2 separate regions of the Macaca mulatta genome follow, and region 2 is linked to region 1. Evidence: chromatin contacts called from public Hi-C data. All regions are on one chromosome and are shown on one strand. Each heading gives the region's core, a stretch centred on a gene start, on an enhancer-like site or on the middle of the called end of the contact. The rest is flanking DNA. Distances are from core to core; before and after follow the strand shown. Region 1 holds the start of NAT10 (N-acetyltransferase 10). Region 2 holds the start of CAPRIN1 (cell cycle associated protein 1).

What was found. A called contact is a pair of places that touch in the nucleus more often than the background predicts.
Region 2: a Hi-C map of fetal cortex germinal zone shows a contact between it and region 1, with 1.9 times the contacts expected there. The contact joins the promoter of CAPRIN1 here to the promoter of NAT10 in region 1. A contact is called at or near these places in 6 of 14 Hi-C or Micro-C datasets (CD4 T cells, blood, cortical neurons and 3 more).

The regions. Positions count from the first base shown.
Region 1 is chr14:31,171,302-31,176,839 of T2T-MMU8v2.0, forward strand. NAT10 (N-acetyltransferase 10) reads right to left here and starts at 4,081. Exons shown (of 29, transcript XM_015114550.3): 1 at 2,964-4,081; 2 at 1,043-1,165; 3 at 546-637. The coding sequence starts at 1,150.
Region 2 is chr14:31,225,395-31,230,802 of T2T-MMU8v2.0, forward strand. CAPRIN1 (cell cycle associated protein 1) reads right to left here and starts at 4,122. Exons shown (of 19, transcript XM_015114551.3): 1 at 3,935-4,122; 2 at 3,174-3,389. The coding sequence starts at 3,389. It overlaps LOC114672284 (a long non-coding RNA gene), which reads left to right and starts at 4,406. Exons shown (of 2, transcript XR_003722581.2): 1 at 4,406-4,646; 2 at 4,767-5,408.

The DNA.
Region 1 (5,538 bases), core at 2,831-5,330:
CTGAGAGAGAAATCTGGGTATGTAAGTAATCAGCTTTTGATAATAGAAAAATCTGAGCATGTTTACAGGAAGGAGAAAGTTTCCAAAGGGTATGGGGTGACCAGTAGAGGAAAGACAATAAGGTCCTGAAAGAGGTGAGGGAGGAGACACAGGGTACATAAAGGGGTTTTCCTTGGACATGGGATGAGATATATCCCCCTCCATGAAAGAAGGGGAGAAAAAAAGATATAGTGAAAAGGTAGAATAAATTTGAGGTAAGAAAGACAGTTTGAAGGAACTTGCAATGAGATGGGCTTAACCGGCCTAGAAAAGCAGGAAGGAAAACCATACGCAGAAGGCAAGGCATTGGATTCGTGACTTAAAAAGCATGAAAATGATTTGAAACTTATTTTCAGGAATGAAGAAAGGATATCAGCTCCATTTGTCCTCAGAGATAGCACCTCCACTAAAGACCCACAAAAAATATGTCAAGGAATCATTTCCTGGCATTTAACTAATGAGCAGGAATCGTAAGTTGGATAAAACACATGAAGAGCCCAGCTTACCTGCTAAACCCCAGCTCTTTCTTATAACACCACAGCACTGAAGGCCGAGCCTTCACAGTTGCTTTGGATAACATGTGATGAAGTATTACCACCTGCCAAACAAAAAAGTCACAGAATTTCAGGCACAAAAGAGACTTTAGAGACTGCCAGGCTTAAGACCTCATTTGACAGATATGGAAACTAAATTGAGGGCCAGGGAAGGGAAGTGCCCAAGGTCCCAAGGCGACCAATGACCAGGTTTGGACTAGAAGCCACGTCACATACAGTTAACCTTGTGGTCAACCCACCACCCCAGGCTTCAAAAGGTATTAGCTTGTCTGCTAATCAATCTAAATACAGAGAATTCACCCCTTCCAGGAAATAAAGGTTCCCACTAGGCATCTTACCAGCCAAAGAGATCTTAATGCCATTATATCCTGAAACACCAGAGTGCTTAAACATGCTGAGTCTTTTGGACAAGAGAAAAAGTAATTCAGGAAACATTTACCGGGTCATACCTGATCTTTTCCTCGATCCCCGACTACAACAAAGAGAGATCTTTGCCGCTCAGCTACCCCATTCTCAATGAGAATCCGGATTCGGTTATCCACCTTTTTCCGATGCATGGTGAAAAATTATTACTAAAAGAGAAAGAAATGCAACTGGCCATGTGCACTAGACTGTCTAAGGAACATTAGCTGGCTGCCTCTTGTGGGGCCAGGGACTGTGCTAGGCATATCTATAAATATTGTCTTACTTAACCCTCTAAGAGCTCCATAGGGAAGACATCAGTCTCTAGTTTTAAACTCAGGAAACCTTGGGCTTGGGAGGTGAGAAAACCTCCCCTCAGCCTGGGAAGCCTGTAATTCACCTCTATTAAAGACTTTTTAAAAATCAGAAACTTGTATATTCAAAAAAGTAGGAGAATGACTAAAATACATAGGGTATATCCAAATATCCAAAGCATTTTGTTTGTTTTTGAGACGGAGTCTCACTCTGTTGCCAGGCTGGAGTGCAGTGGCATGATCTTGGCTTCCTGCAACCTCTGCCTCCTGGGTTCAACCAATCCTCCTGCCTCAGCCTCCCGAGTAGCTGGGACTACAGGCGCACGCTGGCCAGGATGGTCTTGATCTCTTGACCTCCCAATCCGCCCGCCTCAGCCTCCCAAAGTGCTGGGATTACAGGCGTGAGCCACCACACACAGCCAAGCATTTTTAATAACTAAGGATATGGATATAGATGTTTATGACAGAATCATGACAGAATAAAGTATCATAACATTTCTAATGCATACACATAACAGAGGGGAAAAAAAAAGACTGGAAGGAAGTATCAAAGTATAAAGTAGCTACTTCTAGATGGTGGGACTTTTGTTGTTTTGTTTTTGTGGAGTCTTAAAAAATTCACGTGTTACTAATAAAGTCAGGGAAATCAATAACTATCAATGAATAATTCCATGATGTAATGTGTCCAAATGTTTCCTCATTTTAAAACTATACTGAAGCCTTTGTACAGACCTCAAAAGTTCTCGCCGGGTGTGGTGGTTCACGCCTGTAAGCCCAGCACTTTGGAAGGCCGAGGCGGGTGGATCACCTGAAGTCAGGAATTCGAGACCAACCTGGCCAACATGGCGAAACCCCATCTCTACCAAAAACACAAAACTTAGCAGGGAGTGGTGGTGGAGCTGTAGGAGAGGCTGAGGCAAGAGAATCACTTGAAACCGGGAGGCGGAAGTTGCAGTGAGCCGAGATCGTGTGCCATTGCACTCCAACCTAGGCGACAGAGCGAGACTCCGTCTCAAAAAAAAAAAAAAAAAAAAAAAATAGTTCCTTGATTACCTACAGTAAAATATTGCATCATCACAATAAAAACGTCAGAAATATCACTCTAAAAGTAACATGCTACTTCGATGTAAAAGTGACATGCTACTTAGAAATTCCGGTACCTACTGCATTACAAACATCAAGTTCATTTACTGAAGCTTACCACACTTTTTTTTTTTTTTTTTTTTTCTTTTGAGACGGAGTCTCGCTCTGTCGCCCAGGCTGGAGTGCAGTGGCCGCATCTCAGCTCACTGCAAGCTCCGCCTCCCGGGTCTACGCCATTCTCCTGCCTCAGCCTCCCGAGTAGCTGGGACTACAGGCGCCCGCCACCTCACCCGGCTAGTTTTTTGTATTTTTTAGTAGAGACGGGGTTTCACTGTATTAGCCAGGCTGGTCTCGATCTCCTGACCTTGTGATCCGCCCGTCTCGGCCTCCCAAAGTGCTGGGATTACAGGCTTGAGCCACCGCGCCCGGCCTAGCTTACCACACTTTAACTGTCCCTTCTAACCTTCCAATCCAAACACAGATTTTAGCATATGTCTTATTATAAAACACTAAATCACTGTCAAGGACCCCAATTTATAAGTAAAGGAGAAAGTATAAAGAATTCAAATACCCCAAGGCAGAAAAACGAGAGACAGAATTCACACTCAAGTCTTCCCGACTCCAAAACCTGAGCTCTTCCCAGTTCACCAATCTTCTCAACTTGTAAACCCTGTGTTGCCGGCCACATAAAGATCCCGCAAAAATCAATCAACAACTAATTAATGGGGGCTGCCTTTTGCTCTAACTACTGTGGGAGCCCCAGAAGTAGTACCACAAGGCCCTTGACTTCAAGCTTGCATTCTTCGTGAAGAAGGTATTTAAAAGAATGAGATGAGGAACAAGAACCAGGTAAAATTAGATGTAAAAAAAACAGCTATAGTGCGGGGTCAGATGAAGGAAGCGCTGAGATTACTATAGGCTGAAGCTGTCATGGAAGGCCTGGATGGGGAAGGCCTTGAAGGAGATGATTATTTTTCACTCACTCATTCATTTATCTATCTACACATAACATCTAGGTGGCAGGCACCACTTTAGGTGCACTGGCAAACAAAACCAAATCCTGAATGTGATTGCTGAATAAAAAGTATAAAGGAATGTGCACAGTGAAGGATTTAAGAACGTGGAAGGATCTGGAATCAGATTACCTAAGTTTAAAGCTTAGAGCTGCCGCCGGGCACTGCGGGCAAGCTCCACGGAAAGCAAGTGTTGTCACCCACCCATTCAACCCGACTCCCCAGTTACAGGCACTTAGCGGGTGAGTATCAAGCCACGCAATCCCCGAGGATGCTCGAGAAGCACGCGCCCAGAGCGGCTGCGTATTGGAGAGGTGATTCTGTTATCTAGGAGCGCCCCAAAAGAGGGGTGGAGGACAGTCGGCGTAGGCCAGGTATCCGTCCGGATGCAGAGCCTTCATCCTGAGGCCGGTCCCCTCTCGGGACAGGAAGAACACAGACACCGATCTTGGCATCCATACGCGGCCATCCCGCGTTGGGTACCTGCGTCCCGAGCCCGGCGGATCCCAGCCAGTGGAGAAGCAGAAGCACGTGGGAGCACGGAACAACTCCGAAAGAGAAGGCACAACTAACTGCCCCTAGCGGATGCCTGGTGACCGGGTCTCGGACTTGGCCTGGCTCCGCGGCACGCGCCGCTCTCAGGCACTGGTACACTGCACGTGCGCAAGCGCATTACAGTCGCAGCGATGGCGAGCGAGAAGGGACCTTCCTCAAGGCTGTCGCTGAGTAATGACGTAAGCCACCGGAGGCGGAGCTGGGGTCTAGATGTCCACTGCGGTTGCGCATTTTAGTCTCACAGCTCGCGGTAGCTGGGGTATTGGGTGCGGTTTGCCTCTTCACGCTCATCATATCCGAACTAAGGTACCTTGGCTGAGAAGGGCAAAATAGATGTCCGCACCCCCAGGGCCTGCCCACTAGGTCCAGGGTTTTCAGCGTCAGCCTGGGTACGCGAGACGCGACGGATCCAGCTATCTGTGCTCAATTTAACCGATCCCCGTAAGTTGAGGAAACTCGGCCGACAGACCTATTTTATTGGTCTCGCTTGTCCCTCCACCCCCACAGTACTGATCTTACAGATGGGAATCCTGTAATCTACCCATGACTGCGGCCTCTGTACTTTGCAGGCTCCCATTAGGCCTGCAAAGTCAAATGAAATTACTCCCCCTGGGCTTCCAGTAAACTCCAAGAACATGACTACAAGGACAACCTATACATAGCGTGTTGCATTCTTGACTTTGGGGCAGATCGCTGAACTTCAAAAAGCATTATCAACTGCTTGATGTTTCCTCCTGGATACCGCAGATGTCTGAATGCAAACCCCTTCCCCAGATAAGACACTTCCAATTTTAATGTCATCAGCAGCACCACCCATTTAATCCAACATTCATCATGAAATTTTTTAGTTCATTCAGCAAAATGTCAATATGCCCATGCACTATTCTGCTCACAAGGGATAGTGACCAAAATGTTACTGCCCCTCGTGGTTAATTCTAGGTTGTTTTAAATGCTATTAAGCAAAAGTATCCAGTGAGTGAAGTAACTAAGGGCACTATTTTAGAAGCGAACACGGAAGGCCTCTGACGGGGGACGGGGTGACACTGGATGAAACAAGGACCTAAAATTTATAAAGAATAAGCCCTGACAGTATCTGAGTGAAATGCTCCCCCATGCCAAAGATGTACATACAAAAGCTCCAAGATGGGGAAGAAGTCCTGGCAAAGCAGTCTGTGGCCAAAGCAGTGGGCAAGTGAAGGACCAGATTTAGAATTTAATTCTAGTCATCATGAGAAACCACTGGAGTTTGTGGGGGACAGGGAAATGAGAAAATGTGCTTTGCCCTCTTAAAAGGCTCTTAGCCAAAAAACTAAACCACAGGAAGGCAACGGTAGAAAACGGGAGAACAATTATAAGCTATTGTAGTCACCTGTGCTAGGATGGTAGTCGTGGCAGTGGTTAAAAGTATTAGATAACTGGATATTCAAGTTAAACTACGTGAACTCACTTAAGGATTAGATACAGGGTATAAAAGTAAATTGAAGATGGCACCCAAAACATTTGCTCTGAGCAACTGGTGTTGGGTAATCAAGGAGTTGACTTGGAATACTGAGAGTCTGACATCCAAGGCCTGGAGAA
Region 2 (5,408 bases), core at 2,872-5,371, 54 kb after region 1:
TTTATAACTTGAGGGGAGGCCGGGCATGGTGGCTCACACCTGTAATCCCAGCACTTTGGAAGGTGGACACGGGTGGATCACTTGAGGTCAGGAGTTCGAGATCAGCCTAGCCAACGTGGTGAAACGCTGTCTCTACTAAAAATACAAAAAATCTGACTGCACGCGGTGGGTCACGCCTGTAATCCCAGCACTTTGGGAGGCCGAGGCGGGTGGATCACCTGAGGTCAGGAGTTCTAGACCAATCTGGCCAACAAGGTAAAACCTGTCTCTATTAAAAATACAAAAATTAGCTGGGAGTAGTGGCAGGCGCCTGTAACCCTAGCTACTTGGGGGGGCCGAGCAGGAGAATCACTTGAACCTGGGAGGCGGAGGTTGTAGTGAGCCCAGATCAAGCCGTAGCACTCCAGACTGGGGGACAAGAGCGAGACTTCTCAAAGGAAAAAAAAATTGCCTGGGGTGGTGGTGCACACTTGTAATCACAGCTACTTAGAAGGCTGAGGCAAGAAGATCACTTGAACCCGGGAGGTGGAGGTTGCAGGAAGCCGAGATCGTCCCACTGCACTCCAGCCTGTGCAACAGAGCGAGATTCATCTCAAAAAATAAAAAAAACTTGAGGGTAGGGTATGACAGAGTATAGTAATTCACATGCACCTATACACATTTAATGACCAGTCACGGTTCAAGTCCTCAGGAGGGGCTTATAAACTAGATTTATATTTTTTTTTCAGAAGTACGTGAACACTAGATTCTAAAAGCCACCTCACAACTAGATTGGCTGCCAGTCAGCACCTACCTTTATATTAACTTCTTTGAGGAGTTATCTTTCAGTCATTAATGTCTCTACACTTTATATCACTAATCATTAATGTTCATAATTAGTATTAATACATTATTAATGTTCATAATTAATATTTACATTCAGATTACTATCCTAGAAGAAAATATTTCAAAGAACTTCTGAAGAATCAAAAATTCAAGTAGCAGCCAGATCAGTAGGCTTGCTTACTGCATTAAAATTTTAAAAAGAGGCCGGGCACAGGGGCTCACACCTGTAATCCCAGCACTTTGGGAAACCAAGGAAGACGGATCATGAGGTCAAGAGATCGAGACAATCCTGGCCAACATGGTTAAACCCTGTCTCTACTAAAAATACAAAAAATTAGCTGGGCATGGTGGCAGGCATCTGTACTCCCAGCTACTTGGGAGGCTGAGGGAGGAGAATCACTTGAACCCGGGAGACAGAGGTTGCAGTGAACTGAGATTGCGCCATTGCACTCCAGCCTGGGCAAAAAGATCGAAATTCCGTCTCAAAAAAAAAAAAAATTTAAGAAGATACCCAAGTTAGTCTCAATTTCAACAGGATAAACTAAATCATGTGTCAGACTCAGAAGATACTGGCCTTGGGCATGCTTATTCCACTCAACATTTGAATGTAGCTACCTCACAGCTTACAGTGAAAAAAAATACTTTTGTTACTTTGTTAATGTAACTACATCTACTATTCCAAATACCTATAACAAAACACACATTTATCAAAATAAATGATTGGAAAAAAAAGATAGAAATCCCAAGATTAGAACATCTCTCAATTTCAAATAAAGTCCATGAAATTCAAGTAAAACTCCCAACCTTTAATACTGAAGAGGAGACAGGAAGTATCAAATCTAAATGTTTTAAAACTCTCCCAAAATGTAAAATATATCAGTAAATACGTAAAACTAATAAGACCTAAACATCGCCAGTTTTCTTCAACTTATTTCCCACAGCCCAAGTTTTAGCCAGTTACTATATCAGCACCTAAGTAACGCTATTAGGTATCTGGCTACATAAACACTGCAAAATGATTTCCTGGAAATTCAAGATGTTATAAAAATGTTTTCCTAGAGGCAGACAGTAGAAGTTATCAAACTTTCATTTTACAAGGTAAAATTCAAGTTAACATGATAGTCACAGACGTAATTACCTCGTTTTCACAAACGACTAATTTGTTTCTCCCCTTCCACCTCTGATCTTACTCATTTTAATTATTCACTCTGCCCAGACCTTTTCTCTACATACATACACACGCCCCTCTAAACAGAGTTTACACTGTCCTGCGATGAAAGCATAAAACAAAAGGCTGACTTGCAGATGAAGATATACCTCAGTAGTGTGATCTACAAGGACTAAATATTGAATCCAAAAAATCGTGGGTGTGGCTCGATTTTTCTTTTTAGAGGGGGGCCTAAGGAGGCCAGTCCGGGCGGCTGCCTGGTCTCTGCCCTCCCCCTCTGCTTTCGCTTTGTGCTCACAATGCAGCTCCAGTAAAGCGCTTCCCTCTCCCCGCAGCCGCCGCCATGTTAGACGCTCTCTCCATGTGCCCCGAGTCCCAGCCATCCTCTCCAGTCTCCCCAGGACCCAGCCCCCAACGAATCTAAATCCTGGCAGTCCCCCGCCCCTTCAGAGTCCCCTAGGAACAAAAAGTCGCTGCAGAAAATCATCTCGCGATTGAGCTGAGCGTGAGGCTCGGGGGGACACCTAAACAATTGAAACAAAGAGGGAAACGCAGGGGAGCCCATCGCATGGGGGCGGGGGTAGCAAATCGAAGATCCATTCAAAATGGGCCTGCCGGAAAGGCAGTTCTGCCTTAAGATTCTAAACACACTTCTCTCCCACGGAAGAAAAGGGGACGCTCGACAGGTCTCAAATGCATGGTAACCGAGCGGACAGACCGCAAGGCTACAGGACACAGGCCGCCCCAACTCCACGAGGCGCTTGGTTGAGCCCGGAGCCCCCCGCGCAGGGACCTCTTCATTTTGGGCCCTCGTCAGAGAAATCGGGTCTCGGAGACGGAGAGAAGGGCATCATACAGTGATGTCCTGACGACAGGCCCCCACCCTCACATGTCCCACTCCCAAAGGCCAAAAGCCAGACCCACAGCGGAAGAGTAATGAAGAGGCCTGGGGGACAGTGCCGCGTCCGAGTCAGGTGACAAGTGCCTCCTCCAGGAGCCCGTTTTCTGGGCACGAAGCTCCCGCTGAACGTGGAGACGGGACGTGGGGACCAGGGGGTGGGAGGAGGGGACCTAGTAACGCTCCCGAGACGGAAAGAAGCGCAGACTCCAGCGACCAGGGTCGGAGCGGGCGCAGAGCCCGGCCGCAGCCACCCCTCCCTTCCCCGCCAACTCCTGGCACCTTTTTCTTCTCCAGGTTCCGAAGTTTCTTGTCGATCACCCCGAGAATCTGCTTCATGGCCTCGGTCTGGACAGCGCCGGTGCCGGTTGCGGGGTGCTGAGAAGCCGGCGCGGCGGCCCCGGCTCCTGCGGCAGCCTCACTCCCGGAGGAACCCGACGGCGGAGGCGGTCCGGACGACTTGCTGCCGCTCCCGCTGTGGCTGGTGGCCGAGGGCATCTTCAGACCGCGAGGGGAGAGAAGAAAAAGCGGGAGGAAGGACAAGAGCGGCGAGTCAGGAGACGGACGGGGCGAGACGCGGGACAAAACGCGCAGCGGGCGGGAGCCTACGCGAACGGGTGGGGGAGGGGGCGCGGCGCGCCTCGAGGGCAGGAAGAGTGCGCGGGCGCGCGCGCGACCCGCCAGCGGGGCGCCCGGCCGGGCCTCGCACCGCCCCCCGACCCGCCCCTCCCCCGCGGAGCCGCCGGCTCGGCCTACCAGCCCCGCGGCTCCGAGGCTCGCGCCGGGGGCGGGGCATCGCCGCGCCGGCCGCCAACGGCCAGTGCAACGGTCCCCAGCTGGGAGGGCCGGCTTTCGCCGGCTTCCAGGGAAGGGAGGAAAGAGGCCGCGTCTTGGGGGCAGAGAAGGGCATGGGAAATGGCCGGGGTGGGGTGGGGGGACTTGGGGGCAAGCCCCTCGGAAGCTCCAGCAGGTCCGGAGATAAAGGACACTCGGGCGCAGCGGCCCTCTTCCCCTGCAGCGGCTCGGTCCCGGGTGGCGCTCACCGTGCGCGCGCGGAGGCCGCTGGAGATCACGAGTGGGCAGCTGAGGGGGCAAGGGTGGCAGTGCCTTCCGGGCAGTGTCGCGCGCTCCGTGGGCGCAAGCCGCTTCGCCCTGTCCCGCTTCACCGAGAGCCGCTCCTAGTGAGGCGAGAGCCGGGAGCGGGAGGAACTTAGCCAGCCAGCAGCCCTCTGGGGCGCGGGGGGCGGGAGAAGCGGAGAGCGGGGGCCTTCGCGGCCGCTCGGGCTGCCCGGCGCGAACGCCTGCCTGGAAGAGGCAGCCTGCTAGCCTCTCTGCTGTCCCCTGGCCCCTGCGCTGTGGGGCGCCTCCTGGACGCAGGTGGGGATGGCCCCGCCAAGGCCGAGGGAAAGGCGCCTTGAGTTTTGAGAGCAATCAACGCTAGGGTCCTTCAGGCGAAATCGTTTGACGCCCAAGCGGGGACAATAGGTGTCAAGCAGCTGGGTCTGGAGCTGGCAACTGCCCCTTGAAGAGCCCTTATTTGGTGGGGGTGGGGGTTGGGGGGCAAAGGTTTCTGCAAGTAAGGGGTGCGTGGGGTGGGTGGTGCAATCCCGGCTTCTAGAATTCCTTCTGTATGCAGAGCGAGCAAACTCCATACCCCATAACGTCTTTTGAAAACAAGACAACTCGCCGCTTCCCCACCAAACAATCACCCAGTAACCTAGGAGTTCTCTGTAGAACGTGTCGGACACGGTCATGGTTGGTGGCTTTTTAAATCCTAAAGCTCTGGCCTCAGAGTCTTCAGCTACCCTATGATGTTATCTATCCAGTAGGCCTGAGTATTACGAATTATTAGACTTTTGTTTCCTTTTGTTTCAGGTTTACCTAACACTGTAAAGGGAATGTTCAATGAAATACAAAGAAAACGATTACTTTTTTTTTCCAAGAGAATTATTCCAGCCTTGGAGTGGAATGGGTGTGGACAGTGAGCAGAGAAACAAGAAACCAAGTTCTGGAAGGAAATAAAATGAATATAATCAGTGGAAAATTCAGCAACGCAATATTGTGCGACAACAGTAAATGACCAATTTATAATTTAAATTCTATGAAAAAGAGATTTAGAAGAGAGTTCTACCAAGCCCACTGTTGCCTAGGGAATGAAATGAGTAACGCTGGCTGGCAACAGTGCATCCGGAGGGAGCCTGGAGAAACAACAGCAGCCTCCGACCTCAAGATAGCCTGGTTAGCTGCAAAGTCTGTTATATATTCATTGGAGTATTTATTGTGCACCTTACTGTGTGCTGGGAACTCTTAAGTGCTAGGGATTATGAGCAAAACATATTTACATGGAGCTTACATTCTAAGTAAGGGGAAGACAAGTAAGTATATGGCAGATAGTGAAATGGTAGAGAAAAGAAAAAACGGTGGTCAGGGAAAGCCTTACTGACATTTGAGCTAGTACTGAAGGAAGCGAGGAAGAAGGCTAAGTAGCTACCTTGGAGGAAAAATCTTTCAGGTAGA